Linked DNA regions of Gasterosteus aculeatus: all the other regions are linked to region 3. A link is a contact called in public Hi-C data. All regions are on one chromosome and are shown on one strand. Each heading gives the region's core, a stretch centred on a gene start, on an enhancer-like site or on the middle of the called end of the contact. The rest is flanking DNA. Distances are from core to core; before and after follow the strand shown.

Region 1 (2,835 bases), core at 229-2,728, 120 kb before region 3:
GCAAATGTATTCAAATTCCCTTCAACTTTCTGTATTTTCAGCTATTTTCAAATATTCAGTGCAGCTTTCAGCTTTTTGCATTCCAACGCATTTTCAGCAGGAAATGCCTTTTCTAGTATTTCTTTATATTTCGATAGAAGATAATGAGTCAAAAAAGAATGTAAAGACGGGATCTTCTTTTGTGTTGTATTTCAACTCTTAGCTTTGTTAAATGCTGCACTTCATCTTCCACACTGCCAATTTTGAAATTAAAATATTATGTTTTCCTGCTGTGCTGGTCTTCACTTTTTGGCATTAACACTTATTCAGCAAAGCCATTGGAAATTTCAATATTTTCAGAAATTGAACTTAATTTCATCTTTGAGCTTGCTGGTAAATTGTCATTTTTATATCATGAGCATTTTTTTTTAAATTCATTTCAGTTTTTCGGCTTGTTGGTACATTTTCGGATTTCTGTATTTTCAGCCGTTTTTGAAATTCATTTTAGCTATTTTTTGCAAGATTTCACATTTATTTCAGCTGTTTTCATTTCTGCTTTTTCAGCAAATCTATTGAAATTCCTTTCAGCTTCTCCCATTTCTGTATTTTCAGCAATTTCAAATTGATTTCAGCTTTTCTAATATCTGTAATTTCAGATGTATTCAAATTCCCTTCAACTTTCTGTATTTTCAGCTATTTTCAAATATTCAGTGCAGCTTTCAGCTTTTTGCATTCCAACGCATTTTCAGCAGGAAATGCCTTTTCTAGTTTTATTTTAAGGACTTTTTAACCCATAGTTCTTGTCACAGGTAGACTTCAACGTGCTGCAGTTGTCTAGTTCTGAATACAGTTCCTCCTTGAAGGAAAAGGAAAATACAGGAACTGACGTATAATTTACCGTGTTTTAGCAAAGATGTTATAAGCTGTAAGAGCTCCTGCCTAACAGACTTTTAAGCATCATCTAATAGAACTGGATATCCAAGCTTCGTGTACTTGAAAAATACAACTATTGCAAGTAATTTTGTGATTGTCTAAATTTCAGTTTGAGTATTCATCCACGCATCCGTCTCCAAATTGTTGATATTGTTCCGTGCTCATACCCAAGAGCTTGTTTAGAGCATTAAGACACAATAGAGAATAACAATTTTAAAAGTTCTTAATTATTATCTGACTGTCGTTACAATTCAGAAGAGATGTTCTGACAGGTAATGTAAATGTAGTAGATAATACCAGCACCCTTATTCATTGGTGGCCCTCACGCCTTAACTATTTATTAAGCCTTTCAATATGGCTGCGTATTAGGTTCATCACCTTTTATAAACCTAATATGAATTTGATTATTTTTGAAGATACTTGTTGCAGGCTTAGTAGATATGGTATTGTTGGTTTTGCTGTACCACTATATCTACCATTAGCAAATCTTCCATTAAAAAAAATCACACCAAGTGTGATTCTGTGGCAAATGAAATGTCTGGAACATCTCTCTGATGGTGAGCAAACAAAAGAAAGAAAAAACAGCTCAAATGTATACAATTGTACATATCGTGGACAGCTTTCTTTTTGGTCACATACAGGCATAAATATCCTACAACTATAATAATAACAATAACGGTTTTGGGAGGACGTTTTCTTTCTTTATTAATTCTAAATTAGCAATCTGCACTGCAAATTGTGCCAAAAGTGGTTTTCATACAAAATAACGGAGTGAGCCATCCATCTCTTACAAAGATCTTTGCTGGTAGTACAGTTCGTCCTCGCCGCTCGGCCTCTCTCGGTGGCGCAGTACTAATCGTGTACTAACGTTTCCCGTGTTTCGCTCAGGTAGCTCCAGCAGCCGGGCGCCACCGGGGCCGTGGTGGGATTGAGCGCGGTGTTGATTTCGCCCGGGCAGTAAATACACACTGACAAAACAGCTCACATTACACTGTCCAAAGGCACGTCACCGCTGACTGTCTGCTGCTGTGCGGCTAACGCTAGCTAGCGGCTGTTAGCATCAACGGCTGACTGAATGAATAAAGTTAAGCCGACAAGTTAGCGAAACATTTCCCGAAACGACGCAAATAACCACACACGGCGAATGCAAAGTGTGTGAAAAAACACCCGCCGCGGTATTCGGACAGCTTCCGAGCTTTCCCATGCGGACTCTGGCCACCGCGTTTATCGTCGTTGGGAGAGGGCTTAGCGGCGAGGACAGCGGCGACCGCTCACTCGAGAGGCGGCCATGATTTCCCTGTTCGCCGCTTCACGCCTGCTCGGAAGAGGGAAAACTCGTGATCCTTTTAAGAGGATTTGCGTAAACATGTCGTCGTCGTCCTCCTCTTCCTCCTCTCGCTCGGGTAAGAGACTGCGGGTTCTGGTGGACATGGACGGGGTGCTGGCGGACTTCGAGGGGGGGTTCTTGAAGAAGTACCGGGCCCGGTACCCGGACGACCCCCACATCCCCCTGGAGGACAGGAGAGGGTTCTGGGTGTCCACGCAGTACGGCCAGCTGAGGAGCGACCTGTGTGTAAGTGACGTGTTGTACGCGTGTCTCATATTGTGCTCTTATGGATAATGGGTCCCCCACATGTGGGCCAGACCCCCCCCCCCCCCCCCCCCCGGCTGGCTCCCCAGGGTTCCCTGTCAGATAGTTAGTTAATTAATAAACGACATGTACACACTGTGAATGATTGACAGCGGCTCTCACTCTGTTGAGGTTGCAGTTGAAGGTTGATATTGATAACCAACATATGCACCAATTCAGTGCACCTGCACAGTGTATTCCAACCACTTTTGTATATAGTTCATGAATTTTAGTCAATATCTGAGGGGACGTATTTCTGACTGGTGACATATCCTTCAGATAAAATAGCAGTG
Region 2 (2,816 bases), core at 234-2,733, 87 kb before region 3:
ACATGTCTTTTTTATTTATTTATCTTTTGGCGGTTGAAGACGACCATTGTGTCCAGGCAAGTGTCCTTGGAGACGTAGCCGTTCCAGAGCTGGTGGCTGCGGCGTCCCCACACCTCCCATGTCAGTTTGAGCGCAACCGGGCGCGCACCGGGCTCCCTCTGTTCCCAAAGATTTGCGTTGAGTTCGTGTGTCGCTCCGCTCCGCTTAGCTGATCACACACCTCTCCTTGTCTTTGCCCTGGCCGCCTCCTATGGCCTTCTCCTTGATGTACATGAGGTCGCTGTGCACGCTTGGTCTCCGCGCGCTCGGAGTGACCATCCCGAACGCCTCGCCGATGTCCTTCACCTTCTTGTTTTTCAGAGACTTTCTGTGCAGCATGTCGCAGAACTGCACGGAGACCTTGCGGTGAAGGTCGGGGCTCATCTCGTGAGGTAGCTTGGCCAAGGTAAACAGAGTCTGGAACATCTTATCCACGTTCTCGTTGCGCTTGGCGGAGATCTCGAAGTACGCGCACTTCTCGTCTCCGGCCACCAGCTGATCGATCTCCTCTTGCTGCACCTCCCGGTAAAACTCTCGGTCGCCCTTGTTGCCGCAGATGACCAGAGGCACGTCGATGTTCTCTTTGATCTTGTTTTTGAGGCACGACTTGGTCTCGAAAATCTGCCGCTTTAGCCGCTGCACCTCCTGGAAGGAGTCCCGGTTGTCCAGACTAAAGACGAGGATGAACACGTCACCTGGGGGGGGCAGAGAGAAGAGAGCTTTGGTTAACTTGGCCGGCCATGCATGCATGCTAAGAGTTTGAGACGCAACGTTCCTTTTTGCGCTGCGTCCATGCGTTAAAGGCGCACGTTGACCTCACGTTTGCACCATTTCAAATGCACTCTACAACTATTTTTCTTGCAATAAAACGCACAGAAACAAATGTGCATAAGTACCTGTCAGTATGGAAAGTCTCCTCATAGCGGGGAAAGGGTGGTTCCCCGACGTATCCAGTATGTCCAGCTGGTAGACGTCTCCCTTGATGCTGTACAGTTTCCTGTGAAAGTCCTCGATGGTCGGAGTGTACTGCTCGTCGAACCTCCCGTTGAGGAAACGGGAGACGATGGCCGTCTTCCCAACTTTGGTGGATCCCAAAATCACCATCCTGTAGCAGTTCTTTGCTGGGATGTCAAAGTCGCTGTCGGAAGGTGACATTTTCTTGATCATGATTCTGTGCGTAAAAAGCGGTCTCTCGCTGTGCGCAGATGCTGTCGGTGGCTCCGCTGTGGGCTTCTCTGTCTTCAGTCCGGACTGGACTCGTTTATTTAAAGGTCCCGGCGGCGCGCTCCTCCTCCCGCACTGCGTCACGGCTTGGTGAGTTGGAACTCGGAGCCTCATTGAGTGCTGGGAGAAGTGGGCCAATCTCAGACCCATGCGTCAGTTTGCCGTTTCTTACGAAGACGCAACGGGGACCGGCAGAACCATGCGGGAAACAATGTTATTAAATGTAATGGGACGGGGGGAAGAGTGGCACACATTCAGCCGAGTAATGACTTCCAAAGAACTGTGAATGATTGACGCGTCTTCCGGCGTCTAAGCCGCTTGGCACATTGTTGACCATTGGGTTGACCTCTTGGACATTTCTTCATGATACACAACCTCGGCAGCGGATGTGAGTTCTTCCAGAACGAGTAAATGTGTTGCTAGTCCCTACAAAGTGTGGCTATTACATATACAGTTTTATTCCAACAAACAGTTGCCAATGTTTCCGCCCCCCCCCCCGCCTGCAAAACTACACAGTGGGCACATATCTGCACGCCATATTCAGTGTATCCGCCACTATTGCATTGAATTGATTGAATTCACATCCTCAGTAATCGGCTGCTGCTCCGCGTCAACAGGCACGAGCTAAGCTCTTTTCAGTGCAGTTACCGAGGTGGCCATACGGGGGCGCTCTAGATGCAATTGCAAATGTGGACAGCACGACCCACTTGAGGATGAAGACCCACCGTGGAGAAGCTTCGGGTGCGTGGGTGAGAATAAAAGCAGTTGGGTCTCTTTGTTTAGCTACCTTTGAAATATACATTTCTTTAATCACAGCTGACAAACGCCATGAAACTCGCATCGGTCATGAATGGATTCACAGTCATTGCAAAATAAAAAGTCAAATGGAAAAAGATGTATTTTGTTTAAAGTGAATGAGAGGAAGCGGTTACCATGGCAACCTAGAGCCAGACAGCAGTCGATTTGAGCCTAAACCTGCTGCTTTAATTTGCACATTTATTCAGTCAAGTGGGAAGAACAACTTAGTATGTTAGGAGCATTATCTGAAAACGGGAGAACTCCAAGTACACTTTTAATTAATCAGTTCATAATGAGTGAATCCAAGGGTAACAGCCCAAATGTTTTGTCAAAAGCACTGAAGCACTTTGATGTTGCTATTATAATTACGCTATTCCCTAAAAGAAACAAATAGAAAAAGTTCTTCTGATATTCAATTAATTTTAGAGAAATAAAGACCATATTTACTTGGCTTGTCATGCAACTTAAGATGAGTAATATCACACTGGTTTTACCCTTAAATAAGTCCTCCTCTCCATGTGTTGTGCTGCGAGGTGAGTGGAGTGCATTTGAATGGAGGTCAGTTGTAAAACGTCTAGTGTGATGGAGGCTCTACAGAATTAATTTCTTCCTTTGCTATTTTGTTTTCCCAAATGATGTACAGTTTCTTAAGTATTTCATTATGAATTGCTTGAAAAATTGTGCATTTGACTGCTGTCAATAAGGGGAAATGACCTCACCAGGGGAGAAGGTAGAGATGAGTTGTAGGCTCTAGA
Region 3 (3,111 bases), core at 426-2,925:
AACCGCGGCCCACCCCCGTCATGTTGGGAGGCGTTGAGAGGCAATCAAACGTCTCCCAATCTGGCAACTCTGAAAGATTTTCCAGGCGGCTGCAGAAAACAGCATTTCTACATGGACACGCACACACCTACACTCACACACCCACATGCACCACATGGCTTTGTTTGGGGTCCCTCGTCCCTTTAGTGCAGTAGAGTGGACTGCTTGGCAACTCCTGATGGATGCGACTCCAGGAGAACCATCAGGGTTATGCTGCCCTCAGGTAGGGTTAATGACACATGTAACAGATGGCCATCGCTAAGTCATACAAGGGCCTCTGTTAACAACTATGACCGGTCTATTGTTGACTTATTCACACCGTTGCACACGTTCACACATGTCCGGGCAGCAAGGTCACTCCTGGATTCACTCTGTATCTCCTGCTTGCCTCTTTATTTCTGTGGATGACAATAAAAAATGATGTTCTCACAATTAAGATCCATATACCAATAACTCATTGATTCAAATCAAGGTATTTATTGTCATGCAGTATACAAAGTTACTCTGTACAATGAAATTCTTATGCGCACACTAAAGAGACAAAAATATATACATATGCATTAGGCATTAGGCTAAAGTACACCTTGCGTTCTTGCAAATATTGCGAGTTGGTGACACAAAGTCACAGCAACAGTCAGTCAAAGTACAGTATGTGCATGTCTGTGTGCACATGTGTTATCAGCGGTTATTGTTCTGTCCGTGATAATGTTGTGGGCTCTCCTGGTGGAGTAAATGTGCTGTAGTGAGGGGAAGGCTGCTCCTGAGATGAACTGTGCCTTCCTGTCCCAGGCCAGTGTCCATACTACGTGGTCATTGATATAGTAAGGACACTCTCGACTAGTTGCTGAGTAGAAGTTGCTGAGAATTTTGGTTTCCTCAGCCTTCTTAGGAAGTACAGCCTCTGTCCTCTGTGAGGTCCTCGCTGGTGTGATTTACAGGTTTTCACCCATCCACCTCAGTGGAAGAGGTGTGTGCTGCACCGTCTTCATCCTCGGTCTTGTCTGTGTTCAGGGAGAGGTTATTATTTTGACACCAGGCCAAAAGTTCCTGCACCTCTCTTCTGGCACGTTAGCCTGAAAAGACCTGCTTTGAACCTTTGATCCATCTCCCCTGGTGATGTCCCCTCTGAAAATTGTGAATGTATACCGGACATGTTCCAAGTTTACAGAATGTACAGTGCACACAGAGGACTCCACATGGCAGCTTCATTGTTTGCCCTTAACTGAGAGACCAACCAATAGAACGGACCCTGCCAATAGCTGTATAATTTTATTAAATCTTTATTAAAATGCACCAATATGAACACAGGTAACAAAGCTCTCAAACTCTCAGCAGATGAGAGTGGGAGTGGACTCACCCACTCTCATCTGCTGCCTATGCACTTTTTCCCTCCTTTTCTGTTGTCTGTTGGCAACGCTGTTTAGCAGTCACGTTTTCACCTTATGAAAGTGAGCAGTTTAACATGACATGAGGATGTAAATTTGAACATGTTGTAGGGAGCATCAAATGTAGTTGATCTTGTAAAAGAGACAGTTGAATGTTGAAAGCAGCCCTTGTCCTTTTCAGGTGGTCTATTTTTCTCCTTATTTCTTACATGAGCAACAAGTGGTGCCTGTTGCTCAACAGCTGATCTGTGATACAAATGTGACCCCTCCTGAGCCTTCAAGGCATTGCAGCTTGACCCAGTTTGACTTCAGGGGGGGTCACTGTTCAAATTACTAATATCACACTGTATAACAATGGATGAAATACTAAGTGGAGATATTTAAACTATTTTATGTGAAAGGAATCAGTAAACACTAAACGTTCTGGCATTTGAGGGGCTGTAAAAGAGACATATAACCTTTATGCATGTGTATTGTTGAGTGGTTTATTTTCTAATAATACATTTTATTTGAGGAACTCTTTATATGTATTACGTGCAAAAATATTGAGATATTTATGATCATTAAAAAAGTCACTAAAATGAAAAGTAACTCATTAACTGCATCTGTCAGATTAATGCGGTGGAGAAGAACAATATTTGCTTCTGCAATGTAATATTATGTACCTTTTAATGTGTACTTCAACACAGTAGATGTATTTGGTTACCTACCACCACTGTCTGATCAACAAGCTGATCAATTCTGTTAATTGCGTGAGATTATGATTAATTTAGAAAACGCCGTTTTTGTTCAATGAGGAAAGTGCTTACCTCGGGATCACGCCTCCGTATACAAACGCGTGGGGTGTCTGTGATCTTTAAAACAGCTCGGGGAAATAAACGGGTCAACACTCGATTCGAGCTTTGTCGCCACAGAAAACCCGGCGAGCGTCCCTCCCTCTCTGATAGGAGCCATTGTTCCATGAAACAAAAACAGTGCTCCAGGTCAGGCCCACCTTCCAACGGGGGGGGGGGCTTGTGGGTGCTGGTCACTCTGTCCTGGACCGGGACATTTGGAATAACTATTAGTCAGAGCCTGTGTCACGGTGTTGATCACTCAGGCGATGAACTGCATCTTTCCACGAGCAGCCGGGGACGCACAATCAGAGAGGGAGATCAACACAAAGCAGACAGAACGTTGTGAGGACTCACGTCGAGAATCCAGACGTATCGCCGGCGTAGAAAAGGGACTCGCGAGAGTTGACAGGTGGAAGTTCTCGGGGCCACTTTTCCAAAATCAGAAACCAAATTGTTCGTGACAGGACATGCTGTGCATCATGCAACACGGGCGTACTGTGCAACAACACACAGAACACACAACCATGTTTACAAACTGCAAAGAGGACCACACTATCAAACAGGGACGGGAATATACGGGACGTCTTAAAGACACACAAAAGTACTTTTAATGAGTCATTCGTGTCTGATGTGGTTTATGCAAAGGAAAACGTTTCATTAACATTTCTTGGAATTACTTGTCATTTAAAAAACACAATCTATGCATCAGCACATATTCTTTACAGGACACAGGAGTCTGTTGTCAGTGTGTTTCCATGGTTTTGAAAAGATCAACACAAGCACAAACTGACATTTAAACACAGGGACATATGAAAACCGCCTATGGGCCAGGACTACAGGCGAGTTCATAT

The links. A called contact is a pair of places that touch in the nucleus more often than the background predicts.
Region 1: a contact with region 3 is called in a Hi-C map of skeletal muscle, with 9 times the contacts expected there. The contact joins the promoter of nt5m here to the enhancer-like site in region 3. A contact is called at or near these places in 5 of 6 Hi-C or Micro-C datasets (liver, skeletal muscle, tail fin and 1 more).
Region 2: a Hi-C map of skeletal muscle shows a contact between it and region 3, with 4 times the contacts expected there. The contact joins the promoter of LOC120819707 here to the enhancer-like site in region 3. A contact is called at or near these places in 2 of 6 Hi-C or Micro-C datasets (both in skeletal muscle).

The regions. Positions count from the first base shown.
Region 1 is chr5:5,644,122-5,646,956 of fGasAcu3.hap1.1, reverse strand. It overlaps nt5m (5',3'-nucleotidase, mitochondrial), which reads left to right and starts at 1,478. Exons shown (of 5, transcript XM_040176332.2): 1 at 1,478-2,485. The coding sequence starts at 2,201.
Region 2 is chr5:5,613,705-5,616,520 of fGasAcu3.hap1.1, reverse strand. It overlaps LOC120819707 (dexamethasone-induced Ras-related protein 1), which reads right to left and starts at 1,483. Exons shown (of 2, transcript XM_040177374.2): 1 at 936-1,483; 2 at 1-734. The coding sequence starts at 1,413. The coding sequence ends at 205.
Region 3 is chr5:5,526,840-5,529,950 of fGasAcu3.hap1.1, reverse strand. No RefSeq gene overlaps it. Among protein-coding and RNA genes, the nearest start is that of LOC120819229, 12 kb to the right of the region's middle. Within about 2 kb of position 1,675, at least 4 of the 9 cell types and tissues checked have open chromatin away from gene starts, as enhancers often do.